2 separate regions of the Mus musculus genome follow, and region 1 is linked to region 2. Evidence: chromatin contacts called from public Hi-C data. All regions are on one chromosome and are shown on one strand. Each heading gives the region's core, a stretch centred on a gene start, on an enhancer-like site or on the middle of the called end of the contact. The rest is flanking DNA. Distances are from core to core; before and after follow the strand shown. Region 1 overlaps Rapgef5 (Rap guanine nucleotide exchange factor (GEF) 5). Region 2 has its middle 59 kb from the start of Gm31482.

Region 1 (5,058 bases), core at 1,225-3,724, 160 kb after region 2:
CCCACAAAGGCAGTATTCATCCAGCAGCTATTACACTCTGAATGTGGAGTTTGGATCGTTTCCCAAGTTAGCTTTATGTGAGGTATACGACTTCCTTAATAAGACTTTTGTCGGTGGCAGCTCCCTGTCGCCTATTCAGCCCTGCAGTGCAGGATGGCCGGTGAGTAAGTCTGTTGAAGGCACTTCTGCCTTACAGTGGCTTTTCACAGTGTGAAGAAGGACTTGTCACAGAAAGTGAGTGTCGAATCCAGTTTTAGTAGATGAAGAGAAAACGGCAGGTCCGTACCTGGGAATGTATAAAGGAAATACAGTGAGAGATGCGGAGAACATTCTGACTCGTGCTTGGAAACATAGAAGGGAGTGACAGAGGCTGATGTGGCTGTGAAGGGAGCTGTTGAAGGAAGGTCATGCGAGAGGTGTGTGTGTGTGTGTGTGTGTGTGTGTGTGTGTGTGTGTGTGTGTGTGTATGATGGGACCCAGAAGAAAACTTCACAAGTCTGCAGGGTCAAATGCTAGCTAATCAAGGGCTACAAAGTAAGTGAAAGACAAGCCAGCTCAGAGTTTCATCAGTATCCAGGGAGAAGGAATCTCTGCTCCTCATAGTCATTGTTAAAGACCCAATGATGTGGTGTACTCTCACTGTCTCTGGGAACAATGTTTTGCTTTGAACTAGACTTGCCCAGGGTTGACAGAAACATAACAGACATCAGAGAGCCAGAAAACTGACTTTCTATGGGGGTAGAACCTAAGAGTACACATGGAAGAGTTTGCATTTGATACTTCTGATAGGTGTCTCTGTATATAAAACAGTTAGAGAATCTAACCAGTTAGAATCTCTCTGTATGGGTTTGTCTTGAACTAATGATTTCTCTTGCCTCAGCCTCCTGCATGTTGGGATTATAGGTGTACACCACCTTGCCTGGTTCTGATCCTCTTGAATTCTAAAGTAAAAAAGTAATTAAAAGACTTGGGGCACCCAGGACGAGACCAAGGCATAAGTAGGAGATAGGTTTGAGTAGGTGGCAGGATTTTCCTCATGCCACCATCCAGGTAAAACATTTGTTTATATAAAAATCAGCTGTACCTAGCATTTAAACACTGGTGGTGTCACGTGACAAAGCTCATAGAACTTCATGCTCATGGAGAAGGCCTTGGTTCCAACCACCCAACACCAGTGAGAGTCTGTGTTAATTCTCCTAGACACCTGAGTATGAGAAATGAGACTGGCGCATGAACAAATTGCTATGTCTAAAAGATGCTTGACGTGAAAGTCTTGGAGATGGTGCGGAAAGAGGGATGTTCTCCTCGTCTTCTTTCCCCTTATGGCCAGGAAGGCCTCAGATGATTCTGTCTTGCCATGTGGAGTCCTCTGCTATGTCCTAGGGAAAAGGATTTCTGTCCCTTGAGAAGTTTACGTGGGTCCACATTCCTGTGCCTCCCTGTGGGAAAGCTTGCTGAGTGCTGCACAGGGATGGTAGTAAAGGCCAGTAATACTCCAGTTGTCCATCAGGCACTATTCTAAACTGTCTGTGTAATTTACAGTCTGTGGCCCTTAGGGTGTAGTGTCCTGATCTCCTCCAGCATCAGCCCACTCTGAGAACTCATTAAAATTCAGATTCTCAGGTTCTACCCTAAACCCACCAAACACAAAACTGGATGGGAGCCCAGGGGTATTTCATGACACTCTCTAGGAAATAAAGAAATTTGAAAATCACTACTTTAAGTAATTTATTTATTTATTTTAGAGATTTATTTTATGTATATGAGTACACTGTGGCTGCATAGCTGGTTGTGAGACTTCATGTGGTTGTTGGGAATTGTATTTAGGACCTCTGCTCTGTCCAATTAACCCCACTCACTCCGGTCAACTCTGCTTGCTCAGTCCCTGCTTGCTCTGGCCCAAAGATTTATTTATTATTATACATAAGTACACTGTAGCTGACACACCAGAAGAGGATGTCATATCTCATTATAGGTGGTTGTGAGCCACCATGTACTTGCTGGGATTTTAACTCAGGACCTTTGGAAGAGTAGTCAGTGTTCTTACCTGCTGAGCCATATCACCAGCCCAGTAATTTATTTTTTATAACAGCCTAATAAGTATATTTTATTTTACTCACTTAAAAGGGTAGACCCAGTGAAACAAAGGAGATAATAACTTACTTGTCCAGACCACAACTTCTTAGGGCTGTGGCTGTACTTTGAATGCAAGCATTGTGAATGCTGGGCTCTGTTCTTGTTCTTAAGTACTGTGCATGGATGCCTTTCGAGAAGGTGTGTGTATAGGAAAGAAAAGACAACAACCAAACAAAGGGAGGTATTCCCTTATACAAGTATGTAGTCAGTATAAGCTAACCACACACAGTACATCTGTGGGCATTGGGGCATTTGGAAGTGTGATCAAGGGGGAGACCTATGTCTTTCAGATTTGCATAGTAAGAGGAAGCCCAAATGCAAATGAGTATCTGAAGTCCAGAGTTCTCTGGAAGCACTTAGAGATTCAGAAGGGAGATTTAAGCATATAAGAACCGAATGCATTGTCACGTGAACTATGTGAAAATTTAAATATGTGTGACTCGTTCTAGGTGACACAGATTTTGAGACACAGTTTTCTTCTTACATATTTAGTTCTTCTCATCAGTGTTCTCTAGTCCTCCCCCACCCCACCCCCACGGTTTTGTTTCACTTTTGATACAGGTTCTTGTCTATCTCAAGCTGACCCTGAATTCACTATATAACTGAGATTGGTCTCGAATTCCTGTTCCTCCTGCCTCCACTTCTCACCTGTGCCATAGTCTCAGGCTTCTTTAACTGGGGTTGTGATACCCTAAGGGGTCATGGTTGTTAGCCTTAAGGCCAAGGGTGATAATGAATCAAACAGCTATGAAGGATTTCTGAATGGGCAGCAACCAAAATTTGATTCAAAATAAAAATGTATAAAGAGGCATTGAGAGATAGCTCCATCAGTCAAATACTCATGCAAGCATGAGAACATAACTTGGATCCCTGGTATCCAAATACGAAGGCAGGCATGGTGGCTTGCACTGACACTGGAGAAGCAGATGGTTGGATGCCTGGACTTGTTGGGCTGCTAGTCTAGCCTAAGCAATGAGCTTCAGTTCCCAGCAAGAGGCTATGTTGTAAATAACACAGTGGATGGCTTCTGAGACATAACACTGCAGGTTGATCTCGTGTGCACAGATGTGCAATGCCATCACTCTGCCACAGTCAAACACACACAGGCATAGGCACAGGCACATGCACACATGTGTACACACACGCACCAAATGCGGGATGATTCCAGAGTGTTTGCAGTGCCTGTCTGTGCATCTTGGTTTTGAACATACCCACAGCATCTCATCATGCACACTGACAAACGCTGAATACCTAAACTCAGGTTTGAGACTGTTGCATATTTTGATTAAAGTGTTCTTACTGTACATATAAAATTTACTGCTCTTACAGAAACACAATAATTTAGTTATGGAAAACAAGAACCTTAACGTTTTCCTATCGCCATTCCTCGGCATTCATCTACTTGGTAGATGTGGGAACTGTAATTCATTAGAACATTTGATTTTTAAAAAATGGTGGTCTAGGTTGTTGACTTGAGTTCCATAAAAAGTTGTTCCGTGAGTTTGGCTTGGGATGAGGATGGAATTTCCAACATTTTCTGAAGTGGTCCTAAACATACACCTGCCATTTTATGCTATAGATTTATGCAAAATAGTGTCCTCAGCATTGACATTTATAAAATTAACCTATCTATTAATTATGAAAAACATTGAAGACATGCTAAAACTGCAACATCAAATATTTAGCCAAGTATTTCATTCTTAAAATAAATTGTGTGTGTGTGTGTGTGTGTGTGTGTGTGTGTGTGTGTGTGTGTGTATGGCACATGTGTATAGGTGCCCATGGAGGCCAGAAGAAGATATCAAATCCCCTGGAGCTAGAGGTACAGGTGGGTTGTGAGCTGTCCAATGTGAGTGCTAGGTATAAAATCAGGTCCTCCAGAAATAGCAGTAAATGCTCTAACCACTGAGCAATCTCTCCAGCCCCTGATTCTTTGTATAAAAATAATCAGCTGCTACAGCTATCTCGTTAGTATGGAAATTGGCTTTCTTTTTTAAAAAATGATAAAATTATATGGATACTAAGGAACTCTTATAAAAATAAATTATTTATTGTCAGTACATATTGGGGTTACATTATAATTTATATATATATACATGTATGCATGTATACATATATGTATATAATATATACATGTACACATATATAATATACACATTTTTTAATGTAAGACTATAAGAAGACTTGGTATAGTGAGATAAGGAGTGTATGGACTGCTGGGTTACAGGGAGCACTGTCCAGCCAGGAGCATACAGGCAGGGGCAGGGGTAAGCTGAAAAATATATTTGTTGTCTTTCTTGTTAAAGATAACGTATAAGAAGATGTTGAAGGGGTTTAATCTGATGTGTGTGAAGGTGCCAGGGGTCCACATGGGCAAGAAAGCCAGGGGATGGATCTGTTCAGGTGTGAGGACTGGCCAATAGTAAGGGAAGTGCAGCTTTTATCAAGAAATAAGTGTTGAATTTGGAAATAATATCTGGATGTTTTCTTGAGACTGCATCTGTAGGGAAGAAGGAGAACATTAACTGCAGTTTAAGATAACTCCAGCGTTTGGGAGTTTCATGCTGAGTGTGGTGGTACACAGCTGCAATCCCAGCACTGGAAGGCTAAGGAGAAGGATGAAGAGCTTAAGGTCAGCTTGGGCGTCTTCTCCAGTGTTTTCATTTCTTTGTCTCTTCATAAACTTGTTATCTTTATAAGATTGCAGACCAGATATCTTAAAGAACACCCTTCAACTTGAAGTTGTCTGATAGCATCTCGTAAAATTCAGATATGCATTTTGATAGAAATACTGTTTTCTCCATTCATAAGATGATATCATCTTGTCACCTGATCTGTTGTTGTTTTTATCACATGGTTAAGGGGGATCTCCCAGATGCACTCCAAACTGTTTCCCCATGCACTTATTGTCTTGTAGGGAGA
Region 2 (4,781 bases), core at 865-3,364:
AAAATACCATGTGACTGAGGAGCCCTCATATCAAACTGGACCTGCCATCAACACAACCTTGGGAAGCTCTGCGTGTAAGTTCAGATTTAGGTCCCTCAGAGCAGGATCACGCCCTCATGTTTGAGTTCAGTGGCCAAGAAACAAGTAATAGTCAATTAGTAGATAGTGATTATCCGTGAGACTTCCATCCTCACCTGTGTAGAAAGACAGTCTACATAGGTAAGACAGATGTCATCTACCTCTGTACGAAGCAGCCTTTAAGATGGAGGGAAGAGCCTTCCAGAATCTGCCTGGGAAAGCTAAGCAGGTGTAAGGATAGGATGCTCTCTGTTGCTGAGGATCTCGTGTGAGCCTGCAAACAGACACCCATAGAGGAAGTACAAATAGCCATTGACTAGAGAGAAATGTTGGTGCCCACTGAGAGAGGGAGAGTGCCCACTTGCCTTGACCGGATGCACTCTGAATGAGAGTGGACAGAGGAGTCATGATGGTTAATGCAAGGCAGAACCCTAGGAGAACAGGGTCAAATGAAAACTGGCTAGGTCTTGAGCAAGGGTGTGTGTTGAATTGAAAATAACTGACTGGATACCTGAGAGACTGGGAGAGGGGGACTGTGAACACCCTAGGGGTCCAGCACCAGAGGTAGCAGGCAACTCCCTGGGACAGGTCTGAGAGGGTTCTTCTGAGAGTAAGCATCCCAGAGGGGAAGCTTAAGCTTTGAGAGATGATAATGAGAACCAAAGAACCTTCTGTCCTATACCAGAGAGTAGAAGCAGGTGACAGGCTCAGGTCACCATGCTAAGTGAACTCAAAAGGGGCAGAAACAAGGCAAGGTCCTTGGGGCCTGGTTTGGGACACATCTCTTCAACCACTCCATCTCCCTGTCCCTTCCATTTTGCTGAAAGGCTAGGCATGGTTGCTACCACTGCCCAGGTACAGGGACACCCCACAGTGGCAACAGTGTGCCAGCCCCTTTCCAGTTAGATTTCCTAAGCAGACATTAGAAATTAGAATATCCCGTAGAGGTGTTTTATTTAGGGTTTCTATTGCTGTGATAAGCACCATGACCAAAGCAACTTGGGGTGGAATGGGTTTATTTGGTTTACACTTCCACATCGTAGTCCATCATTGAAGGGAGTCAGGGCAGGAACTCACACAAGGCACAGGAGCTGATACAGAGGCCATGGTGCTGCTTATTAGCTCCTTCCTCCCCCACAATTTGCTCAACTTGCTTTCTTATAGAACCCAGGACCCAGCCCAGGGTGATACTGTTAAGAATTCCTCTAGGCTTTGCCCAACAGTTGCCTAGCAACAGCTGCCTGCCAGGTATGCACCAGGAGCAAGGAGCCTGGCATATAAGAAGACCACTCATTACCAAGCTCTATCTCTCTGTCTTTCCATCTTTCTATGTGCCCATGTCTCTCTATGTCTCTCTGTGTGTATGTCTCTCTCTCCATCTACTCCTCCCTCCTCTTCCTATATGTCTCCGACTAGCCTCTTCCCCTCTTTCTATACTCCCCTCTCCTCTCTCTTTCTGTCCTTCTCTGTCCCCCTTTCCCTGCCTCTACCCATTTCCAGGTCCTTGATCTGCTCCCTAACTCCCTTCCCCCAATAAACTTCCTTTTGCACTAGGCCTGTCGCATGGCTGATTCCTCAAGGAGAACACTTTGGCCGGGGCCATACGACCCACGTTATAATTCATAACAGTAACAAAATTACAATTATGAAGTAGCAATGGAAGTAATTTTATGGTTGGGGATCAGCACAACATGAAGAGCTGTATTAAAAGGGTCACAGCATTAAGATTTGATACCACGACTGCCTTATAGTCTTGCCTTCGGTCAGATCTTATGGGGGCATCTTCTCAATAGGAGTGCCTTTTTAATCTGTATCCAAACCAGACTGCCCAGAGGATGACCTAAGCTTCATCCCCTTGTACTTTAGTTGGCTTCGGGTACACTCTCAAGACTTAGACAAACCACGGAGGTTATCGTGTTGTACTTCAGTAGGTACAGCAGGCTCTTGAGTGATACACATGCTGAGTTATTACTCTACTGCTCTGCTTCGTCCTGGTCCTGGAACCGTGGCTCTCAGAGTGAGCTGGGAAACCTCAAAAGTGTAACTCTCAGATCCCTTTTGAATCAGAACTCTGGGGATGGGGCAAAGCAACCTTCTTAACTAGGGTGGTTGGTGGATGAGTCACTTCCGCTCTAAGACTAAGAACGTGCGGGAGAGGACAACTGTCAAGAGGTGTAGTGGTGGTGTTAATTCTTTTAGAATATGCTGAGGACGGGAACTCACTCAGAGCCTATCAAATTCCTCTTATGAGTAGTTCCTACCCCTCTCCCTTTTATGCTTCAATGGTTGGGGAGAAAGTAAAGGTGTTTTGTGTCCCCTTATCCTCACATAGAACGAAAATACACAGACACAGGGACAGACAACTCTGGTGACTGCAGCATGTGAGATGATTTTTCTCCAAATGCCTGGTTGAGCAGGGTTCACTGTGATCCTTCTCCTCCATGGTGGGTACTGAATTGATTAGCAGTTCTCCTTGGGAAAACAAGAGCCCTGAGTCTATCAGGAGGACCCTTTGGTCACCGAGGATTCCTACATGTAGTCTTATTCCAGTAATCTTTCTTGACCCCAGTGAGAGTGAAAGAACGATGCCACTGGTAGACCAAAGCCAGGATGGTTTCCAAACGCCTTCCATCCTGGGTCCAGTTTGTATTCTTGATTTATACTCTAAACTCACAAGATGGAGCAGGGAGGGCAAGTAACAGGAGCTGACATGTCATTCATCAGGTTGTTAAGGGCAACGACCATTGTCTCAGCTATTTCTCCCGATCATTCAGATCCAGGTACCGATGAAGCTATGCAGAACAAGCAGTGCTTTTAATAAATTGCTAAGTAAATCAACAAATCTGTGTGTAATAATTGGTTGTTTCTTCCTTATTCTCCTTCAGTCACTTCCGGATAAGCTGGTGCTGCTTTAGGTCTCCTCAATTTTTTTTTTTAAGTTAGAAGGCGGGGGTGATGTAAGCAGTACATTGGTGAGAGACTGAACAGCAGTGAGGGTCACCCCTCCTGAGTCTAGTTTATCTTTCAACTTTTCTTCTTCTTCTTCTTCTTCTTCTTCTTCTTCTTCTTCTTCTTCTTCTTCTTCTTCTTCTTCTTCTTCTTCTTCTTCTTCTTCTTTCCCTTCCCCTTCCCCTTCCCCTTCTCCCCTCCCTCTTTGTCTCTCTGTCTCTGTCTCTCTATTTTAATCTTGAAGAAACTGGTAATAGAGGACTTAAAAAAACCAAAGTGTTGGGGCTGGCTGGTAAAGATGTTGGAGAGGGGCCTCCTCTCAGCTGATTGCCCCTTGCCTTCCTGACCTCTCTTCTGGGCATGGTGGATATCCTGTTCAGCACTTCCTGCAGAATTCCTGGTGTTTCCACAAGCAAGTAGATTTTCAGAAAGCTGAGTTATTTCACAGCAGGACACTCAGGACCTTCACAAAGAGGAGCCCCTGGGAAGCTCCAAAGACAGCTTGCCATTTTCAAACTCTGAGCCCAGAAGTCACTTCCAAAGAGCATGATCAACCATACAGCTTTAGCTCTGGCTGGTGATAGCCAACAATGTCAGGGGTAGGGAGGGTGCCTGAGATTCTGAGATGACACCATCACCTGGACAGGGGCAAAGTTATCCCTTTCCTGCTAGCTGAATGTGTTACAAGCTTAGCTATGAGACCTCTCCTAAAATGCATGTCTTAAAGGCTTCATCCCCCGCACAGTGTTGAGAGATAGAGCTTTTAGCAAGTGATTGGATCACTCAGGCTTTGACTTAATCAATAGATTAATCAGCTGACATATACATGATCTGATGCTATTTGAAAGGAGTGGGTCATTTACTGGCAGCATGCCTGTAAAGGATATCCCTTGTCCCTGGTCCCTTCACACTCTCTGCTTCCTGGCTGCCATGAAGTGAACTGTCCTGTTACCCTCGTGCTTCCTAAAGTAATGTTCTGTGTCATCACAGCCCAGGGACAATGGTTCTATGTGACCATGGCCTGAAATCTCAACAACCATGAACCTTCCTTGAGGTTGTTGCTTCCTAGGCATTGTGTCGTTGTGACAAGAAATGATCTGTGTGATGCAGGTTGATGACTCCGGCCCTGACGGTTTCCATCCATTTCTAGCTTCCTACTGGACTTTTTGTGGCCCAAGCTCGAGCTTGAATAAAGAGACCCTAGTATGGTCGCATCGGAGTTGGCTCTTTGCTGGTCTTTTGCGATAAACAGGCACAACAGGAGCATCTCTGTTAGGTACCTCCTAGCAGCCAGAGGTTGGCCAGTAAGAAGGATTTTTGAGAGGGTATTGTGCTGCTTGCAGCCACCCAGTCTCTCCCCTGGAGAGTTGCCCTTGGTCTAGTGGGATCAACCTCACTTGCTTATAAGCAGCCCCCTCCTCCTAATCCAGAGCACACTGGCCAATAACTGAACTGCATGAGAGCATGGGGGCACTAGTCCTCAGGTTCATCTATCACTCACTATGGCTCAGACAAAAGCCAGGCTCATTCCTTGAGGTAGGTTAGTAATTCCTGTGCCAAATATTATTATCTCTCATATCCAGATATAACCAGAGCTGTGCTGTAGCTCACAAGTCTATTCGTAGCCCTGCTCCTGAAGCATACTTCCAATGAGTTATATGAATGAGATTCCTATCCCAAGCTCTACATTGAGAACCCCCTCAGAAAGAGGGTATGAAGAGCAAAGACAGTTTGGGCAACTAGAAACTCTCTCT

What was found. A called contact is a pair of places that touch in the nucleus more often than the background predicts.
Region 1: a Hi-C map of Th1 cells shows a contact between it and region 2, with 3 times the contacts expected there. The contact joins two enhancer-like sites. A contact is called at or near these places in 1 of 39 promoter capture datasets (embryonic stem cells), 1 of 15 datasets of contacts at CTCF or cohesin (pro-B cells), 19 of 484 Hi-C or Micro-C datasets (the AML12 cell line, Th1 cells, bone marrow-derived macrophages and 9 more) and 1 of 115 datasets of contacts at active chromatin or transcription factors (embryonic stem cells).

The regions. Positions count from the first base shown.
Region 1 is chr12:117,563,992-117,569,049 of GRCm38.p6, forward strand. All of the region lies in intron 1 of Rapgef5 (Rap guanine nucleotide exchange factor (GEF) 5), which reads left to right. Among named protein-coding and RNA genes, the nearest start is that of Rapgef5, 33 kb to the left of the region's middle. Within about 2 kb of position 2,475, at least 30 of the 459 cell types and tissues checked have an H3K27ac peak or open chromatin away from gene starts, as enhancers often do. A contact at or near this core is called in Th1 cells, where this site is marked.
Region 2 is chr12:117,404,892-117,409,672 of GRCm38.p6, forward strand. No RefSeq gene overlaps it. Among named protein-coding and RNA genes, the nearest start is that of Gm31482, 59 kb to the right of the region's middle. Within about 2 kb of position 2,115, at least 10 of the 459 cell types and tissues checked have an H3K27ac peak or open chromatin away from gene starts, as enhancers often do. A contact at or near this core is called in Th1 cells, where this site is marked.